2 separate regions of the Gossypium hirsutum genome follow, and region 2 is linked to region 1. A link is a contact called in public Hi-C data. All regions are on one chromosome and are shown on one strand. The core of a region is the stretch at or near the end of the contact, and the rest is flanking DNA. Distances in the headings are between cores, read along the strand shown.

The links. A called contact is a pair of places that touch in the nucleus more often than the background predicts.
Region 2: a contact with region 1 is called in a Hi-C map of leaf, with 1.9 times the contacts expected there. The contact joins the promoter of LOC107901163 here to the promoter of LOC107901168 in region 1. A contact is called at or near these places in 4 of 34 Hi-C or Micro-C datasets (callus and leaf).

Annotation. Positions count from the first base shown.
Region 1 is chrD06:12,181,892-12,188,062 of Gossypium_hirsutum_v2.1, forward strand. It overlaps LOC107901168, which reads right to left and starts at 3,532. Exons shown (of 14, transcript XM_016827063.2): 1 at 2,999-3,532; 2 at 1,830-1,885; 3 at 1,531-1,705; 4 at 1,207-1,308; 5 at 923-994; 6 at 582-698; 7 at 402-479; 8 at 1. The coding sequence starts at 3,088.
Region 2 is chrD06:12,328,134-12,334,304 of Gossypium_hirsutum_v2.1, forward strand. LOC107901163 (probable glutamate carboxypeptidase LAMP1) reads left to right here and starts at 3,521. Exons shown (of 12, transcript XM_016827057.2): 1 at 3,521-4,857; 2 at 4,959-5,026; 3 at 5,226-5,307; 4 at 5,416-5,508; 5 at 5,594-5,746; 6 at 5,925-5,993; 7 at 6,111-6,171. The coding sequence starts at 3,910.

The DNA of each region.
Region 1 (6,171 bases), core at 2,282-4,781:
GCTGTAGAAACAAAATATTTGATGAGTAGGAGTACACGAATTAATGTGTGTTTAATATTTAGGGAGGAAAGCAGGGTTGCTCAGCTAGCAATCAAAGGTGCAACTTATCTACAGGTGTTGCTGATAGATTTTGACATTAGGACAACAACAAAACAGTACACCATATACAAAAAAGTTATTAGTGCCTGACTCCCCCATTAAATCCATATTTTATGAAATAATTGGACGGTTGACTTAGGTGTTAGTCACTAATTGCTTTATTTCTTGTTGTACTGTTGTTTTGATGGCTGGTTTTTCACTGCTCTCTTGTATAAATACAATTCAAGTTATCCGAAAATAATATATGGTCAGGTATATACAAAATCTTGGGAAGAGAAAATAAGTCGTAGATGGCATCATACCATATGGTATTCATAGATGCAGTAACTCCCTAAACTTCCAGACGGTAAATCAAGAGGGTATCCAGTTTGAATAAATATCTGCACGCCATTGCCAATAACATGAATACCACAAAAGAGATCAACAGTTCAGAAAAAAAGTTAATTATTTTGATTTAATGTATATTGCTGTGAGCAACATACCTCAGGATTCTTTTCCATCTCAGCAGTGAGGGCTCCAATTGATCCAGGGTGAAGCATAACATCATCATCCAAAAATAATACATACTTGGTATCTTTATGCATTCTTTCCACCCCAACCTTCAAAAGAAATACCAAATGACATAATACGTTGAATACACTTCTAGCAAAGAGATGTTAACAACATACAAGGACAGACTTTAAATAATTGTGGAGTAACATAATTCTTCACTGAGTACAAGTGAGACTGACAATTTTATAGTTTAAACATAATACTAATACAAGAATAAAAGGCGAGATCATTTGCAAAATCTGTTTAACAATTTGGTAAAGTTATTATGTACCAGCTGGTTATGTATTTTCTGACTACAGGTTGTTGACAAACCAGCCAGAATGATTTTAGCATCAACATCATCCTGCGCAGAAAAACATGCAATGAAATCAGGAAGGCAAGAAGTAAAGCCACAGAGAAGACACTCAAATGATGCCCCCTAACACTTGCATGAAACAAGGGGCAAGCATTGAGTACCCAGGGTTTTCAGTGAAAGGGGAATAAAGGATATAGATTAATAAAAAAAAACTATTTGACTTTTTTGTCAATATAATCAGAAAGCAAATTTTAGTATACCTTAAAATCCCTTATTAACCGAGATACAGCATGGTAAGCGGGATCTTCAGTACTTTCCACCACAAAAAGAAATTCTAGAGGACCACCATAGAGAGATGTGATCTGCTTCCATTGACATTAAACAAATACTTCAGAAAATTGCCTATTGCAAACATGAAAATTCTCAGAGCAATATGAAAAAAAATATAAAGGAGAGAGATTTAGTTCAGTTTTCCATTTTCTGATGAACAAAATGTGGACAAGGAATAGGTAAATGCATGCTTCTTTAGAATGCACTAAAAGGACACCTAAAGCTTAGTGTTAGCCAGACCATAAAATACTCACCTGACTCTTCCAGTTGTGCAGATTATGTTCTCCAAAACCTTTTAAAGGCATCACGACTGTAACTCTTGGTAGATTGACCTGATTAGAGTGCTCAAGTTCATTAATATCATGGCACAAAAAAGCAAAGCTATTGCCACATTTCATGGCATCCTTCATTCTATTGATCTCTCTGTTCCTGTAAAGGGCAAAGAATGCAGGTATATATAAATGAAATAGGAAAGTTTCTAGGTCATAAGACAACATAGAATGGTTATGGCAGCAAGCAGCCTGCTTTTTTAAATTCTCTTAAAACCATGTACCTGACATAAGCAGCAAAAGCCCACCCAATAGCAAGAGTCAAGCATATTACACATCCCTACATCATATACAAAGCATTCGGATTGGTAACCTTTTTGAAGTTTAAACGGGCAGATAAAGAGAGGCAACTGATATATAACAATCAAAGTTCTGTATTCATAAAGTAGATAAATGGAATGATTGTGAAGTTAAAAGAAAGGCACTAGTTAAAAATAGAAGAACATCAGCTAGCAGAATAGATAACATGAATTTGTCAAACATTGTAGTTCCTTCAAAAGTTGTAATTGGTAATTAATAAAAATAAGGATGTTTCAATAGCTTTTCTTTTTTATAAACTATTGGTTAAAAACTCATTTCCTTTGCCATCCAATGAGACGACCCTTGTTACATTAACTGACATGTCATCCTTCCCTCAAACAACATAAACAAATCAGTAAACTAAAACAAAAGTCCCGTGATATAGAGAAAACATATTTAGGAAAAGGAGCTTCCTACTCCATTTGATTCTAATGCTATAAGCCTATAATAAACAAAGCTCAATTCAGAGCTTAATAAAACTCTTTGCTGTCTCAATACTACAAATTACATAATCGGTGCAGAATCAAGGTATTTAAATTACAAAATTTGCAATCATTACAAGATACATTGCCAACTATTTTCATAACAGCCACCACTCTGACCAAATTCCAAACATTTCATTTCAATTATGTCACAAACAGTATTCTTTTCTCTCTTTTCTTTTCTGGTAAATAAAAAAGAGAGAGAGAGAGAGTAAAAATCAAAGAGATTTAGCTTTCAGTTCTAGACATAACCACCGAGATCCAATAGTAATGAAAAGCCAGCGCCTTCATTGTAAAAGGAAATCATAATCTTTTTAAGGTGCAGACTCTAAATCTTAAAAATTAGATTAAAATAAAAAAGCTAGTTGTAGATAAGATACAAAGCTGAGAAACTAACCAAACATCCAATTAATGTCCGCGGAAAGACGTAAAATAAGGTTTAATTTTTATTTTTTTTTGAAGCTCAGATTAAAGAAAGGGGAAAAAATCAACATGCTAGTCGCTAGAGCTATCCAAACACCGAAAAGGCGAAAAATATACAAAAAATCAGACTTCGTGTAACGCGGAATCAAAGGAAGGAAATGGTTTCGAAAGAGAAAAGAAGAACAAACCTGGATCTGAACAAAAACAGCAAGAGGACTACGGAAAGCTCTACTGAGAGAGAAGAGAAGCCAATCGACAGGGTCCAATGCCGCTGACATTTCTATTCTATTTATTTTCTTCTGCTCTTCCCTCCCTCTCAATCCAACCTATCTAACTAGCTAAACTGAAAATCGACCACACAAGAAAAAAGAAAATTTAAAAAAGCCCCAGAAATTCAACTTTTGAAAGTTGTGGGCTCTTTCTTTCTCTCCCTCCGTCGTGCGTCGGAGGAACCCCGGGAGAAAGGAAATAAGAGAGAGAGAGAGAGAGAGAGAGAGAGAGAGCAGACGGTAAGAGTAAGAGAGCGCGTAAATCTTTTTTTTTTTTAATAACTACGAATACAATCAAAAGAAAAAAGAAAGGTGATTAACCCACCACATTCATAAATCCTCTTTCTTTTTTCCTTTTTAATGATGAAAAAAATAGTAACGAAAATCGCATTCTATAAAACGATATTAAAAAAAAAAACAGAAGAGGGAGAGACCGTTAGATGGGTTTCGTTATTCACAAAATTAAACGAAAACTGAAAATAAAAAAATAAAATAAAATAAAATCAGAGATTGGGTGATTGCATAGAGGCATAGAGCCATAGAGGATTATTTGGACCCACATGCTAGCTGTCACGTGCCCCCATTCTTTCTTTTTTGCTTTTCTGAATTTTTGTTTTTTTTTTTTTTAAAAAGATGCTGCATTTAGGATCCAAATTATCCGAATCTTCGCCTTTCGCTTTCGTTAAAATGACGGCATGTTCTATTTAAGTTTTTTTTGGATTTTCAAATTCGTTAAATTAACAATTAATAATAATTATATTAGGTAAAATCATTATATTAATTGAGATTTAATATTATTATAGCAGTTTTGCTGACAACAGCTCATGTATTAGGTAGATTACTATTGGTATTATATATTTCATATAAAATATTATTACTTGATTAATTGTGACAATTGTTTATCAAAAAAATTGGCTATGGAAATTACCCTAAAAACCTAAATATTGTAGTGCATAATTTTCTCTAAATTTATATTAATAATTAACATTACAATCAATAATTATAATCGTTGAATAATTAACGTAATAAATTAACGTAAACTCAAAATCAATTTACTCCCACATTATTTATACAAATGATCCTCAAACTTGAATCCCAAATTTTAAAAGCTTATTTTTATTATAAATAATCGTAATATGATTATTTTTAATTCAGATATTCACTGATAAAATGTATAGAATATTAAATTAAAAAAGAGAACGTATTTCACACATTACTAGCAGAGTTTTTAAACTCTACGAGTAGAGTCAAAGGATTGACAAGTGTCCTAAAAATATATGACAAAATATTTAAAAAATAAATATTATCAATTTTTTTAAATGTTATCAATTTTTTAAGTTGCTTGTGCAATTAAAAAACAACGTCAATATATCAATGTTAACTTATTAAAAAATTGCAAAGAGAAATACAAAATTTGAAAGGGAAAAAACGAGAGTTTTTATTTTTAATTTTGAGAGTATGAATATTTAATTTAAAGGTAAATTACACCAACAGTCATTCAACTTTGATCTCAATGATAAAATAGTCTCTCAATTTTTAAAAAATAACAAATCGGCCATACTAACCATTTTCCATTACAGACGTAACTGCAAATTGATGTGGCATTTAACCAATCACATTGGAGCCTATGTCGTCATTTAAGCAACCCCCAAAAAAACCCTAACTGGGCAGAAAAAGAAATCAAAGTTGAGTGACTATTACCAAAAATTAAAATTCTATTCAACTTCTTTGTTTATCTCTTTCCGTTATATTTTTCTCTTTAGAACAATCCCTATTAGAGTTGTGTGACCCAAATTCTAAGAGATTGCTTACAAGTCAAGTTAAATAAAATATATCTTATTTCTAGAAGATTTAGTATTTATGAGTATAATATATTTAGCATTTATTAACATAATATATTTGACTTTGATTAGAATTAGGTTTTTTTAACCTATAAATAGATGTAGTCGAAACTCCTATTGTAATCATTCGAATTCGACATAGTGAATTTTCTTCTCCCCTGCCCGTGGTTTTTATCCCAAAAGGGTTTCCACATAAAAATATGTGTGTTCTTTATTTTTATTTCTCTTTTCTTTGCGATATATTATCATTACCAACGTTCTATTTTTATAAATTGGTATCAGAGCTTCCGAGTTGTTCATCTCGATCATAGGAATGACGTCTTTGAAGTATGAAATTTCGCTGTTAGATCGCAACACCAGATTTGTATTGTGGCAAATTAAGATGCAAACAGTTCTTGCGCAGATGGATTTGAAGGATGCCTTGCTGGGGATAGATAAGATGCCTTCGACATTAAAAGATGAAGAGAAGAAGCGTAAGGATTGAAAGGCGTTAACACAATTACATCTGCATTTGTCTAACGAAATTTTGCAGGATGTGATGAAGGAGAAGACCGCCGCTGCATTATAGAAGAGGCTGGAACAAATATGTATGTCAAAAACTCTAACCAGCAAGTTGCATATGAAGCGTGCATTTGTACACGAACACTTAACAGTGCTTAAAGAAATTCTCTCAAACTTGGAGACCATAGAGGTTCAGTATGATAAAAAATATCTAGGGTTGATTCTACTTTAATCGTTACCCCCACCTTATTCAACCTTTAGAGACACGATTTTATATAGCCGCGAGTCTCTCATAATTGATGAGGTTTATGATTCTTTGACCTCGTATGATAAGATGAAGCATTTTGTGGTTAAACCCGACTCTAAGGGAAAGAGTCTCATTGTTTGTGGAAGACAAAAATGGAATGTTGATAATGATCGTGGAAAGACACAAGAATAGAATCCTCGCGATAAATCTAATGGTAGATCTAAGTCTTCAAATAGAGGTAAAACTTGTTAACTTCTGCAATAAGAAATGACACATTAAATCTAAGTGCTATAAGCTATAGAACAAGATCAAAAGGGATGCTGCGAATCAAAAGGGAAAACAACCAAAAAATTTCAGTGAAGCTAATGTTGTAGAAGACTAAAGCGATGGTGAACTTCTAGTTGCTTCTATCAACAATTCTAAAGTGAGCGATGAGTGAATCCTTGATTCAGGCTGCACCTTCCACATGAGTCCCAATCGAGATTGGTTTAAAACTTACGAAA
Region 2 (6,171 bases), core at 2,271-4,770, 150 kb after region 1:
ATATGGAATGGATAATGCAATTGTATAATGAAATGTGAAATAAATTGTGAAAAACTATTTATATAGCTAGTATAAGAATTAAGATATTTGTGAAACAAATGAAATATGATATGGTTGTTATAATATTTAAATATTAATATATGTTTCTATTTCAATTGTATATTTGTAATTTCTTATCCTTAAATATTCAAATTATAGAAATACCACTGAGTTTTACTCAGCGTACGATTTTGTTTTCCGTGCGCAAATTAGGTACAGTGATTTTGAAGAGTTGTAATTGAGGTTGTGAGCTCTATCTCATCACATCTCCAAGTGCCAAGAGGGTATGTTTCAAAATTTTGAATAGAATGACATGTACTTAGGAAGATCAAGTGTGTTTCAAGTAGTAGGGACTAAAATATAAGTTATAAAAATTTATTTATTTTTAATGTTCAAATATATTAGTGATTAGCCAAAATCACTTTGGCACCAAATGTAATATTCCTATATCAGGTTCATTGGGTCGACCCAAGTATAGGGGTGTTACAACCTAGTTATTTTTTGATCCGCTTTGGCAAGTTGGAGAAGTTTATTTTGATTGACCTCGAACTTTCCGTAGGGAACTACCCTCTTTTATGAAGGTAACCATATCTGGGGCTACAGGCCTCAAAATCAAGTGGTTAAAAAAATTGTTTTCAAAGAGGACTCGAAGATATATGATTTGGGACAAGAATCGTCTAAAAAAATTATTTGAAGGTCTCATAAATTCAAGTCAAAGTTACCTCCGTGAAACTTAGTGATTAATCTCAAACTTCAATCTTTGCTTTTAATCAATTCGATCTTCTCCACTATTATCTAACTCACAGATCACACAATGTGTGGGCATCATTCTTAACTTAAACAGAAGTATTGAATCGGAACTCTATAAAGAAAAATAATTCCTGAACATGTTCTCTCTCTTTTAGGCAAATAAGTGAATTGACAACTAAGAAATTTTAGTTCTCGTCAATTTGAGGATTTTCATCAATCACCAATCTTTTAGGCAAAAATAATTCCTTTGCTTGCTTATGCGACAATGAGTGCTTATCATACGATCCATCCACCTACTGACCTTTTTTAGGTCACTTTAAGGCCGACATATGTATTTTGATCCCATTAATATGGTAAAGTCATAATGACTTTACCATATTAAAATGCTTAAATAACTACATTTTATTCATAGTTTGACTTACCTCAATCCTGAGTAAGTGACGGACTATGTGTGCGTGACACGTATACATTGATGTACTGAAAGCTTGAGTTCAATTGGTAATAGAGCCGAAAGCTGGTATGTTGAGTATACGACTTCTGTATGACATATCATCACTTACAATAATGGAATTCATAGCCCAATAAAGGATAAATAATATCCTCTCATTGACATTACATGATAGATGGAAAAGTAATGTGGTCATGGTTCATTTGTTTAGGACGAATGATTTAATTACTATGTGTTAGTAATTGATTTTTTAATGAAGATGTAATGGTTACTATGAGATAAAATAAGATCATACTGGGTGAACAAATTTAACCCATAGAGATTAAGGATATCCTATGAGGGTAACACACATATGACAGTGTCATTGGACAAGCATTTGATAAGTAGTTTTCGTAATGGTATATAATAATAAGAGCTCAGTTATGATACTTTAGTGGAATGACTCCATGACTAAATAATGTTGCAAACAATAGATAAAGGATCAAAACTTAATTACAAATTATTTGAGTCCTAATTATATATGTTCAATATGTCCTTTCGCTAGTTCAGTATAACCTGATGGTTTGTATTTGAATCAATGAGATGAAAATAAATGAACACAACAAATTAGAGAAATGGATTGTATGTATCAATGTTCGTAGTGAATGTGTTTCACGGCTATAAGCCAAAAGATGACTTAGAGATTAAATTAATTTCTTTGAATTATTATTTATTATTTAATTGAATGTAATTAAATAATTAAATTTCAAAGTGAAAATTAAATTAATTAGTTATCACAATTTTATTGAATAAGTTAATTAAATTTATTTAGCCATAGATTCTAGTATGGTAAAGTTGTCATGATTTAACCATGAGGTTTGGTATGGTGCCGTCAGTGGATACCTTCGTTGCGACCCCAAAAAAAGTTATCATAACTTTAATGAAGTTAGAATTGGGTTGAGAAAATAATTGAATTAGGAAATAAATTAAATTTATTTATTTACACAAATAATATGTTGGGAATAGAAATTTGTTTATTAGGTTGATTAAATTATTGAGTTGGTTTAAAAACTAGATAATACATATAATTATACCTAATATACAATATGAGCCCAAAATCCCATATTGTAACATGATGAGCGGCAACCCTAGATCCCATAGGTGGAACAAGGGTGTTGCCACCCACAGTCTTTCTCAATAGGGGTAGGTGTATTTTTCTATTAAAATGTTTTGTTTTTTTTTTGTTCAACTAAGATTCTTGTGATTTCCTCTATAAATAGAGACCAATGGCAAGGTCAAAAGACACACCACATTAAGCTTTGACACTTTATCAAAATTTAGTGAGATTTATTCCTCTAAATAAATTTTAAATCTTGAGAGAGTGACTTTTAGCATCAATAAATTTTTCATTGTATTTATCGGTTCGTGATTAAAGCCTACATTGTAAGCAAGCGTAGGTGTGAGAATAGTGGAAAAGATCACGTTGGTTGAAAGCTGGGAACTTCCTTTACCACCTGTCCCAAAATATAAGTATAAATTTAGTGAAGGGTTTATTGCTATAAATAACATAATAGTTCGGTTTTAGAAAAAAAATTAATTTTCTGTCATGCAACAAAATTATTTTCTAAACTGAATTTTTTCAACGTAAAATATCCTTAAATAATATAATTTATTTTAATTATGAAAAATAATTTTTTTAATTTTTAAAATCGAGATGATGCCTAGTTAACTCGTGATATTTATTTAATTAAAGATTTAAATAATAGTATGGATATTTAAGTTTTAAAGTTAGAGAAGGTAAATGAGTAATGAGCATTCAGATGCAGGCCCAAAATAAACATAATATATATAAAGGCCCAGCAAACATACAAGTCAAAGAGCATTGGAAGTGGATAGAGATGAATTTCTGGAATTCAATTTGAGGGTGGAGGACACGTGGCAGAAGGACCACCTCCCATGTTTCTTGAATTGAAGCCAAAAAAAAAATATTAGTAGTTATCCCGTTGACTCAAAAAATAAAACAGGGAGGGAGGATATAGAGAGAAATTGAGTGAAAGAAAGAAGCTTTTTGAGTGTAAATTGTAAAACTGGAAAAGGGCAGCCAAAGGGGACATCTTCCTCTAAGCCCGTGATCATATCTGTACAAATTTCCAAGAGTTCTAATGTTCCAAACCCACACTACCCTTTCTACTTTCAGACAGCCCTTAATTTAATCAATAAAATTGCCATGAACTAAATGTCAAGTTGCCTTTGGTAGTTGACGTTACTACATCAGTGGATACAAGCTTAGCTACTCTTAGGGAAAGATAAGAAGAAACAATCCAACTCAAATGAGTTAGAGTTTCTACCTCAATGTTTGTATTTTGTAATGGATGGGGTTTGGAATCATCAAACGGTTAGGCTTACATTCCCAATCATAACAACAAAACAAAAATTAAGAATCCAAAGATTAAACCAAGAAAAACAAAGGGATATCGATATGAAATTTCCAACACTGCTACTAAAACATTGCCATTTTATCATCCTTCGTTAGCAGCAAATCATAAATATATATACATATATATGTCAATTTTCATTCATTCAATCATTATCTAGTAGTTTAAATCTATTTTCTTCCTCAACCCATCATTGCAAAACCAAATAGAACCTCAACAGTCAAAACGAATTAGGCATTGAAGACCGATTAAGCTTCCATGTTGAAAACCACCGGAGCCACGTTCCTAGCCATAGCCACCTCTTTCTTTATTCTCCTCTTTTCTCCCCCTCCAAAATCATATTATCACTCGCTGTTTATATCCAGTTCCCTGTCCGATAATGCCTCCATATCTCACCACCTCCGCACCCTCACCCGCCGCCCACATGTTGCAGGCTCCCAAGCCAACGCTGAGGCTGCATCCTATGTTCTTTCAACACTCTCCGCCTGCAACATCAAGGCACATATCGTCTCCTATGATGTTTTATTAACCTACCCATATTCACGTTCCTTGACTCTGACACCTTCTCCTTCAGAACCGCCTATAACTTTTGATCTCAAGCAGGAAATATACGAGGGTGATCCCTATGCAGATGTGGCTGATGAAGTGCTGCCTACTAACCACGCATATGCCAAGTCTGGTTCGGTTGTCGGGCCAGTGGTTTATGTGAACTATGGGCGGGTGGAGGACTACGGGACATTGAAAGAAATGGGAGTGAACGTTACTGGTACTGTGGTTTTGGCGAGATACGGAGAGATTTATAGGGGAGACATTGTGATGAATGCGTTTGAAGCTGGTGCTATTGGGGCACTGGTGTATACTGATAGGAAAGATTATGGAGGTGGGGGAGGTGATGCAAAGTGGTTTCCCGATGACAAATGGATGCCGCCGAGTGGTATTCAGGTGGGAACAGTCTATAATGGGTCTGGTGACCCCACTACGCCTGGATGGGCTAGCAGTGAAGGGTGTGAGAGGGTGTCAATTGAGGAGGTGGAGAGCAGTGGAGATGTTCCTTTAATACCATCGATGCCGATATCAGGTGCGGATGGTGAAACAATCTTGAGGTTAATTGGTGGACAAATTGCAAAAGATAATTGGCAGGGAAGCATAGATGCCCCAACTTACAGAGTTGGACCAGGACCAGGAGTTGTGAATCTCGAGTACAATGTAAGCATTGATGAACTTGAATTCGGATAGGTCAACCTGTCAAAATGAACCACAACTTAAATGGTCAATAATGGGTTGGTTTGCTTGAATGAGATTTTCAGGGGAAACAAGTCATAGCAACAATTCAAAACGTCATGGGTGTTATTGAAGGAGTGGAGGAGCCTGATCGGTAAATTCAGAAACATATATGGACATTGCTGCATATGAATTACTCACATTTGTGTTGGATATTCACTATTATTATTAGGACTTAACCTAATTCACCAATGAATATAGCAATCGACTAAGCAAACACTATGACTAGCCAATGATAAGAAGACTTTGGAATAATTAAGAGCACTTGTTTTATAATGATATCCTATTGCTAGGTTCGTCATTCTGGGCAATCATCGTGATGCATGGACATTTGGAGCTGTTGATCCCAACAGTGGTACTGCAGCACTGCTAGAGGTGATTATAATCCCATTACATCCCACACTTTCTACTTGGCAAAGCTAAAAGCAGAGATTTCACCCTCGGGACAAATTGTGCATTTCAGCTGAATTCCCCATCATGCAGGTTGCACAAAGACTCCAGAAACTACAAAGAAGTGGTTGGAAACCACGACGAACAATTATTTTGTGCAATTGGGATGCTGAGGAGTATGGCTTGGTCTGTCTTGCCTGGTTATCTCTCGTATGCATCTGTCTTTATTGCCTCTTTCTGAACTGAAATATAAGCAGACTAGTACTTCCAGACAGGATCGACAGAATGGGTAGAAGAAAACAGAGACTTGTTGGCTTCAAGGGCGGTTGCATACTTAAATGTTGACTGCGCGGTATCTGGAGCAGGATTTCATGCTTCTGGAACTCCACAACTTGATGATCTGCTCAAACAAGCTGCACAACAGGTATCTGAAAACTGCTAAACCAAACCAATATAAGGACAATAGCAATAGTAGCCGAGTCTAAATGGAAGAAACGAAATAAAATAAAAGAAGTTCTGAGTATAGTCAGTGTGTCATTGGAGTTCAATCCTTGTCACTCTTCTCTCACTTGACTAGTCATTTTTCTATTTGATTTTTGAAGGTTCAAGATCCAGATAACTCATCACAAACAATCTACGAACAATGGATTCAGTCCACTGAGTCTTCTCTGGTGAGTATAATGAAAGTGAAACTAAATGATTCCGAAGAACTTGTCTGGTTGGTGCATGTAGTTTACATATCTGCATCAAAGTTAATGAATTTATTATCCTGCACATAACCTGTGAAGATTGGACGATTAGGAGGAGCAGGTTCTGATTATGCAGCTTTTCTGCAACATATTGGTGTTC